2 separate regions of the Sus scrofa genome follow, and region 1 is linked to region 2. Evidence: chromatin contacts called from public Hi-C data. All regions are on one chromosome and are shown on one strand. The core of a region is the stretch at or near the end of the contact, and the rest is flanking DNA. Distances in the headings are between cores, read along the strand shown. Region 1 overlaps LOC102165006 (a long non-coding RNA gene). Region 2 has its middle 93 kb from the start of MIR148A.

Evidence for each region. Hi-C and Micro-C count contacts between places; a contact is called where the count stands out from the background.
Region 1: a contact with region 2 is called in a Hi-C map of undifferentiated spermatogonia, with 2.2 times the contacts expected there. The contact joins two enhancer-like sites. A contact is called at or near these places in 3 of 47 Hi-C or Micro-C datasets (fetal skeletal muscle, heart right ventricle and undifferentiated spermatogonia) and 1 of 2 datasets of contacts at active chromatin or transcription factors (skeletal muscle).

What each region holds. Positions count from the first base shown.
Region 1 is chr18:46,733,283-46,737,943 of Sscrofa11.1, reverse strand. It overlaps LOC102165006 (a long non-coding RNA gene), which reads left to right. Exons shown (of 6, transcript XR_002340479.1): 4 at 4,540-4,642. Among named protein-coding and RNA genes, the nearest start is that of MIR148A, 320 kb to the right of the region's middle. Within about 2 kb of position 2,128, at least 3 of the 83 cell types and tissues checked have an H3K27ac peak or open chromatin away from gene starts, as enhancers often do. A contact at or near this core is called in undifferentiated spermatogonia, where this site is marked.
Region 2 is chr18:46,506,011-46,510,501 of Sscrofa11.1, reverse strand. No RefSeq gene overlaps it. Among named protein-coding and RNA genes, the nearest start is that of MIR148A, 93 kb to the right of the region's middle. Within about 2 kb of position 2,616, at least 24 of the 83 cell types and tissues checked have an H3K27ac peak or open chromatin away from gene starts, as enhancers often do. A contact at or near this core is called in undifferentiated spermatogonia, where this site is marked.

The sequences.
Region 1 (4,661 bases), core at 879-3,378, 230 kb before region 2:
TGCAACATTAAATCAGATGGAAGAAGTATTGATAAGGTATTTTACAGTCTTTCTCAAATTCTGTCTTCAAACCCAGTGTATGTTCTGCACTTACAGCACATCTTGACTCAGACGAGCCGCATTTCAGATGTTTTACTAGCCACATGCAGCCCGTGGCTACCGTAGCACAGGGCTACATAAATCAAATATTCATGAGCTAGCTACGTTTTGCATTTCTTGAAATATTAATTAAAATATTTAGGTCTGTCCCAGCCCTTCCATGCCCATTCCATTATTTTCAAGGTAGCTGAATTCACAGATTTTCCTCATGTGGGATTGAAGCATGACCAGCGCCCAAGGAAACTAATTTGAAATTTGTCTTGTGTGGCCCCACGAATTTTCTCATCTGCAGTCTGCACCATTGGCTTTTCCACAGGGGACCATTCTTACCCCTGTGATGTGAGAAGGAGACAGCAGTAGCACCCTGGGACATGGCAGGAACCGTAACAGTAGACATCGTGTTGCTTTGTCTGTCACCTGCGTACGACAGCGCCCATCAAAAACATTAACTTTTCCATTTTCATGTCGCCCTTGTGGGGTAAGGCGAGGGGGGACATTTCTCATAATCCCTCTTCACTGCAGAAAGACAAAAGACATTTTCCCCTGGGAGTGTAGGTAGGGTAGCTAAGGTCTAGCCGCTCGGCATCTTGTACATTGCACAGGCCTCCGCTGGGCGCAGAGAGACCCAGCTCAGCGTGCTGCCCCTAGACGGGAAAACGGGCCCTCCCACGGCAGGGCCACCGGAGCGTCGTGCCAGGGGCCACACAACATCCCCAGTGCCAGGCAGGGACTGAGGAAGAAGGAAACCAAGGGCAGCCTCTGCTCTGCTGCTGAGCCAAGGCAGGGAGGGCGCGGTGAACCCCCGTTTAAGCCAGTGTGTTCAGAATCTGTGCATTGATTTACGTGCTTCGTGGGTCCCTTTCTCCACAGGGATTTCTGAGAAAAGGCTGAAAGTCCCAGGGTCAGACAACCCACTAGGATCCCTGATTAAACAACCAACCAACCAAAAGCCACTTTCTTTCAGACAGTTTTGGGGGACACTTGGAATTCTTCTTTTCCTGGTGTAGTTCTGGTGTTTTATATAATTTGAGCTCAGGAAATAAGTCGTACTGCTGTGTGTGTGTGTGTGTGTGTGTGTGTCTGTGTGTGTGTGTGTGTCTGTGTGTGTGAGAGAGACAACAGCTAAAGACTACCCTGAGATCCAACATCTTTCCTCCTCCTCATTTTCTTAGGACCTCAGGGACTTAAATCAGTGCTCCAGAAACCAGTGGCCCCAAATACCAGGCAAATCCTTCATACCCTCTCGTGAACTTTCAGGAGCCATTATGCTCCCCACCCATTCCATCCACTGTTTTGACTCTGGTGGCCACCGTTTGCAGTTGTCACTTCCTCTGTCTGAATGGCACTCTTACCCTGGTGACAGTCACCCCATTCAACTGACAGCGTTGGTCTGTATTTCACATTAGCTGCGCAATAATAACCTATTGAAGGACTAGGCCCTATAGTGTTTGTGTAAGGAGGGGAACCATTAAGAAAAGACTACATTGCTGAATTCAAGAAGGGGGCTATTTCTTTCCTACTATAAACAGAAGTGATTATAAAACCAGAACCCAGAAAGCGTTCCTCGCCCTCCGCGTCGGCGTGAGGGGTTTCGTCTCTGCGAAGGTCTGGGCTCGGAGCGCCGACTTCTCCCGGTTTTTCCTGCATATTCCAGGGAGGGGGTAGAAACCAAAGCGAACAAAGTGCCCCCAAAGGACCCTCTCTTCCTCCAGAAAGCTTCTGTTTTTAATTCTCTGCAGCTTTTAGAACAGTGGCATGGGAAGGTTTCAGCAGTCTGTGGTGGAAGAGAATTCCTGCGTTCTCTAAGGACACCCGCTTTAGATAATCCCCGCTGGCAGCGGGACCTCGGGGCCAGGCTGGGCAAAGGGGTTTTGCTGGCAGTTTCTTTTCGGCACATTCCGTCATCTCAGAGTAACTCAGCAACTGCGTTTCCCCCTCCACGCGGGAGTCGAACGCATGTTTGGAGCGGGTGGCGAAATGTACCTACGTTTCCTTCTGAGGGTCTGTCCCGCTGGTGCTTGGCGCTTTGCGTGGGTGCTCTGCTCGATGTTGCCCCGGGGAGCCCTGAGCTCTCTAGGCGTTCTCCCAATCGCCCTACCTCCAGCCCGCAGGGTGGCGGCAAGTGGCGAGCCCAGCTTTCTTGACAAGTGGGGAAACGGAGCAGATGCATAGAACATGGCAAGTAGTTTTCCCAAAAGCACGACGGGGAATGCGAGCCGCAAAAGTAAACGTTCTTTTGTGGTTCTGTCTGGTTTGTGGCCTCGCGGCTTCTCTCACAAACACACATTGCAGGGTGTCTTCCCACAGGCATCAGATGTGCGTTTGTTGTCCAGCCGCCAAGACATTCGCTGGGCAGACAGTTCTTAAACTTGGCCGCATACGGGTACGCGCGCTCCCAGAAGCCTGCTCTGCTCCCACGTTGGTCTCCTGAGGTTGAAGCAGCCCTGGACACCCCTGAACACAGGGACCACAAGGAAGAGCAGGACTTCTGAGAATTTCCTCTGGTTCATCCCAGGCTGCCTTTGCAGAGCTGACTGTGCACCCGCAGGGCTCCCTTTCAGAAAGGCATATTTAAGGTGACTGGCCGTAGAAAGTACTAGACCCAAATAACCTCTCAGGGTTCTTAAGGACAGGACTTGAAGCTTGGGAAGCAAGCGCCAAATGAGCTGCAGGCGTGAAGGTGACGAGAAGGGCTCCAACGTAGTGGGAGCAAAGCTGCCCAGATTTCAAAGCGAGTTCTACCTCCTAATGTTACAGCCATTAAATCAAGAATTTAATTCTTTAGCCAAAATGCCCTATTTCCTAATAGAGTTCTCACTTGGCAAAAGCTGCTTATAAATATCTCCCACTCTTTCCTCTTCTCTCCAGCTTTCAGAGCGCAACCCAAGGCCATTTTATATTAAATAAAGAACGAAGCAGTAGAAACCAAAAGAACTAATGTGTCTGGGCTCATCTCTTGTCCCATCATTTTATATCAACTTTGAATCCAAGAAAGCCGAATAGTAATTCAGCCATGAACCTGCCGCATACACTGGGGGAGATGTGAAGCATGTGTTTTCAATTCATTTACACTTGACTCATCATAATAGGTTGCTTTTTTTTTTTTTTAGTGCTATTTGATGTTTAAGAAAATACTTCAGCCTTTTAAAATAAGCCTTTTAGAGTTTTCTCCATTCACGGCAGGACACTGCAGAGGGCTGAGAGAACAGGAACTTGAGAGCAGGAAAGTTCAGGGACAGTTCGAAATTCAGAGCCATGAATCTAGAGAAGGTTCAGAAGTTGGCAAAGTGAACCCTCTCGTCCCTACCCACAAATAATAAATAACAACCCCAACAAGGAAAGGGAGAAAGGGGAAAGCCACTGGAAAGCCATAACTTATCCCGTCTCCAGCCTTACAGCTCTCTCAATAAAGCAGAAGTTCTTCGCAGAACCTAGGTTGTGCTGCCTGCAGGGAGCCAAGATCGTCTTCTGTCATAAATTACCTTGCTGGGGATAAGCTTTCCTCCAGGTCCAACAGACAGGCAGCTCTGCAAGACCCATCACCCGGCTCTGTGCTCCTTAAATTATCCTTCATCTGGTTGTGACATCTGAAAAGCTAGAGGGAGAATCATCACCCCCAAATCTGACCTTCCCATACCACTCGGTCTTTTTTTTCAGTAAAGCACGACACCACGGAGATAGACACAAAAACATTCTATTTGCAAACCAAACTAGAGGGGAAAAGAGCTTTCTGTATACTTCTCCAAATAAATAGGACAATGTTTTCAAACTTGTGCACGCTAAAGACTTTTTTTTCGTTGCAAAGTGACCCTAAGTCCTTTTCCCAAACAAAAGAGCCGCAGTGATGCTGATAATCATTAGAGGTGAGGGTGGGAGGGAGCCTTGACTTTTCCCCTTTGTTCCTGCTTTGCAATCAACAGCCTTGCTGTGGCTTTCCAACCGCATTCAGACATGCACGCACACAAACAGACACGTGCACCCTAACATCTGAGGACCTAGAATATTTGAGTAAATGGCTGCAGTACCTTGAAATGTGATCAAGCTTCAAGAGCAGGTACCAGGCCAAGAGAAATAACTCTTATCCATAAAAAGTTCCACAGTAAATCAGTAACTCTTTTCTTCCACATGTCTCCTGACATGTTTCATTTGTCTGCCTTGACAGGATTGTGGCAAGTGGAGCCGACCATTGGTGAAATTAGAATGGGCCTTTGTGGGGAAGGGCTGGACGTCAGGCGTGGATGGACAGGACGGAGGGCTACACAGAGTAGGGATCTTGTAAACACCTGTAGGTCAGCTTCATGTGATGGAGGGTCCAAAAGAAGGGAACGGAGATTTCAGACGTTGCAGGTTTAAAATACATCAGGCCAATGGGCAGACACCGGAACAGTCATATCCTCCAAGAGATTTAACTTCTTCTTTTCCTCATTTGCTTCTCCCTAGAATTCGGCCTTCATCATCAATGCTGGAGAATAAGACAGACCTGTTCACTTCCCCTTCGGCATGTGACGTTTGGAACACAGATTTACGTGAGGAGCAGGAAAAGGTACTCTTTGCCACGTCTG
Region 2 (4,491 bases), core at 1,367-3,866:
TCACCCCTGATTCTTCCCTCAAAGATGACTCAAACGCAGGCCTTGTTCACAGTTTTCATATTTCAAAATAACTTTCCATGGAGTTCTCTTTCATCAACTTCGGCTGACCCAATGTCTTATAAAGTCCCTTTCCTTACAGAGAAAGAGCTTCAATTCAAATTTTCCTCCAGGAATGAGAATCCCTAACTCCGTCTCTGCCATGCTACTGTGCCATCTTCATTTGCCCCTCTCTGGAATTTGGCACAGCTTCCAAATTAAAACGTTAAAGGAAAGAAAACAACACACAAGAAAAGAACCATAAAGATCACGATTTGTTTGTTTGTTTTACATTCTTATTAAGGCAGAATTTAGGAAGCAAAGACAACGCTCTAAAATATACCTCCAGGAAATTCTCGGGTCAGGTTAAGGATCCGGCAGTTGTCCAGCTGTGGCGCAGGACAAAGCTGCGGCTCGGGTTCCATCCCCGGCCCAGAACTTTAAGGAAAAAACAAACAAACAAACAAACAAAAAACCCAAGAAACAGAAACAAAGCATGGCCAAGAAGATCAGACTTGGGGTTCCTGGGGGAGGGGGAAGAGGCGGGAGTGGGAAGGATGGGCGTTTGGGGGGTTTTTTGGATGCAAACTGTTATACTTGGAATGGATGGGCCATGGGATCCTACTGTAGGGCACAGGGAACTGTGTGTGATGGGGTCCCTTTGTTATACAACGGAATGTGAAACATTGTAAATCAACTATACTTTAATAATATAAAAAAATAAATTTCAAGACTAAAAAAAGAGGGACATTGTGAGAAAGGTTCCTTGACATGATTGGAGGGAAGGGGACGGGCAGGACCCAAGGAAGAACAAATCTGAGAGAGAATTGGTTCGTTTTAGAATATCATCTAATTACTGTCACTATTACCTCCCCACGTGCAGCAAGGGAATGGAAATACCAAGCTCTCCCGCAAACTTTCCGATACATACACAGACGCTGCTGAAACATAAACGCGTGCACACAAACACATGCAGTGAAACCAGATTTTGGACTTGGGCTCTTGCTTGCCAACGTTTACCCTAGAGCAAATATTTACTGCGGAGTTACAAAGTTTCCCTAAAGGAGGACCAAAATGGAAGCGTTTACATACACCGCAAGTACGTTATAGGCACAGGGGCCACAAGAAAGAAATAGTTTAATAAAAACATTTATGGACTTTGAAAGCAAAACACAATCCAAGAGGCTTCCACATGGGAAAAGAGGATAGTTCAGCCTAACACGTCTTAAAGATCCTTTGGCTGTGTGCAGCTAACACGTCCCAGTTTCCTCTGAGACCCGGGTAATCCGCATTGTAAAACCTTCGCAGGAAACAAATGAAAGAACTATCCACGCTGCCTTTGGAGGCGAGAGCAGGGGTGTGGGTGGCTCTTCTCTTTCATACGCAGATAGAAACTTTCCAGAACTTAGGAAGGTCGTTGCACTGGGACTCTCTAACCTAAACCATCTCCGCCTCCTCTCCCAACCTGAGAATGTCTCTCTCAACTACTTTCTTCTGTATTCTCCCACCCCATCAGCCTCCCCCCACCCCATTCACTATCCCAACATGAACCTGATGTGTGTGTCCTCGCTGTTTCAATGCCTTTTGGCCTTTGCCTCCATTGCTTGCTCGGAGCCTGCGAGCCCACTAAAGTATGCATGGCCTCAGAACCCGAGTTTTGCGTTCAAAGTTAGCGTTAGCGCTTTGCACAGTCACTGCATTTTGCGGGGCCGCTGGGTCTTGAGGGTGTGCCAGCCTGTTCCTCATTAATGCTTTTGTACTTGATTCCCCATGAACCTCGTACAGCATCCAGCGTTGATGACCAAATGGAACCTTAAGAGAAATAGCTCTGCGCCATTTACAAGTCACACAAACAGAAAAAAGAATCAACTCCAAGTTTGACAAACTTTTGGAAAGAGCTCCTAGGGCCTTGAGGCTCTATCCTTGGGCTCTATCGCCCCCTGGTGGCGTCTCCGAAACGAACACGGCTAAGGGCTCAGTCTCTCAAAGGTTCAAGGGTCCCTCCCTTGGCGGCTGGAGCCCCTCTCCGGGACGCCCCGGTGCCAACTCCGGTGTGGGAGAGGGGAAGGAGGAACTATATACTTGGAGGGAAAGGGAACTTCCTCAAACCCATCCAGCCAAAACGGTTCGGGCTTCTCCACTCCAATCAAAACTACATAGGGGGAAAAAATGCAGATCTTAAAACATCCCTTTGATTTTACAGACGAGAAGATGAATCCCAGAGAGATAATGCGACTGGCTTGGGTCCTTGTCTTCTACGGCCTAACCTCTCTACCCCCGGTCGCGCCGCTCTTTGGGGGATGACAGAGTTTGGGGGTTCAAGCCGCGGGAAAGATTGAAGAGTGGGCTTTATTCTGCTAGAGGATTGGTGGGAATGAGCTAACGAGGGGACGAGGGTCGCGACAATGTTGTCGTCGGCCTGAATTGCCTCCGTTGCCGGGGGTGGGGGGGGGGAAACGGTGTGGGGCGGCTTTCAGGCCACCTTGGCCCCTGGTGGGAACGGGCGGCGCCCCCGGACCCCGCAGCGGCCCAGACCGGCCTCCCAGACCCCAGGCAGGCTGGTGGGCGAGACACTAAGCAGGCCCAGCGGGCAGTGCTCGGGGGTTCGGGGAGGGCGGCGTGGGCTGATTGATTGATTCACTGCCTTTAACCCCCGCCGCCGCGCCCGAGGCGGCCGATCCAGCTGCGGCCGCGGGCCTCGGGTGGCCGCGAGCCGGGCCCGGCGCCCCCGGCGTCCTGGAGCCCCCGCCCCGGCTCCGGAGGGCGGCCAGGGGGGTGGGGATTGATTTACAACCGCGCCGGGCCGACTCGAGCGAAATCACTTCGACCGGGGAAACCGACTCCCTAGGCTCAGCCCGGAAGAGGCCCTGAAAGGGGAGAGGAGCGCGGGCAGGGGCGGCGCAGGGGGAAGGGGCCAGGGGCCAGGGAGGACCGCCGGCCTCAACTTCCCGAGCCGGCTGGGCTGCGGGGACAGGCGGCCAAACTGCTTCCTGCCTCCGCCCCCCCCCACCACCTTTTCGCCAGGAACTGAGCTCCAAGGAGAGCTGGGCATCCCTCTCCCCTGGGACCGGTGCCCCGCGCGCCCGCCACGCAGTCCCCGGGCCTTTTCCACGCGGGCCAGCCCAGCACCCGAAAGCTGCGGTCCCGTCGCACGTGGGCGCCAAATTCGCAACTTTGGCCCGGCTTAGACACAGAATTTAGGGAATGGAGCTGCTAGCTCCGGGAGAGCCCCTAGGCCCCACCTCTGCTTAAACACAACTTGCTCCCTTTGCAGCACAGAAAGCAAAAGAGATCAGTGAGACTGTCCTTAGAAACTTAAGGTTCTCTTCCAAATGACCTGAGTTGACATTGCTGTCAACTACCTCTGCCTTTCCCTACCTCTCTCTTAACTACCTAAGAAAAATAAGCGCGCCCTCAATATATTTTTAAAAATTTTTCTTTAGCCTCTGTATGATGCTCTCTGATCGTACTTCGCTTGGGGGACGGGGCGATGTGCAAGTAATGACATAAAATAAACCTATGGTCCAACTTGAACCAACAAATCCGAACTGGTAGTTCTAAAGTAAAATATAATTTTATTCAATTCTCGTACGTTTATGCGGCTGGATGTGATGCGTTTTCCTACCTACAGCTTGTGAAGCTGATCCCTAGAAACGCGAAAGGGTGAAAACGTACAGATTCTCCTCCTGCCGACACTAAGGATGGCGTTAGCTAGGCAATGACCCACAATTAGAATGCCAGGGAAGACGTGAGTTCACGTGGGCACCCTAACCATTACTTTCTGGCCAAACAAAAGTCAGCAAAGCACAAGCAACAAACCAAATGAATCCGCCTTTTTGTAAGGTGATGGCGTAATGGCTATTTTCAGAAATATTTTTTAAAATAAAAATGCCAGCTTAAGACCTATTTTTAACTGTTGACTGTAATTCTAAAATGCAAGATTATAGGGTAGAATGATGGAAAGGAAACTACAATTGTCCCGCTTGTATAAATAAGTGGAGAAAACATGATGTTTCCCATGAAAAGGGCGCCAACTTCTAAATGGGCTTGTTACTTTACTTGGGTATTTTCTCCTTTCTTCCCTTCTCCCCTGTGCAAATACCATGAGCTCTAAGTCTGGCCTTCAAGTATGGGCGACATGAACCCCTCTCTTCCTGTTAAACCCAAACAGAAAAACAGATAAACTCCTAAAGAAGGCATGAGGTGCCGAGGTCTATACTTTATAGGGTCTTATCCCCAAAGCCACCGCCCCGGGTTGGCTAAACAAAGGCGACGCCTCCGACTACAGCGATTTGTGAATGGAAAGTCTTCCCTATCTGTAATCAGTACCCCAAAAAGAATCTTTTTAAAAAGCCACGCTGCTCTAACTGCAGCTCGATCCGACCTCGGCCCCACTGGTCCAACCGAGCTCCGCTCCCGGGAAGACCACTTGCTGAGTTTAGATTCACCTTCGAT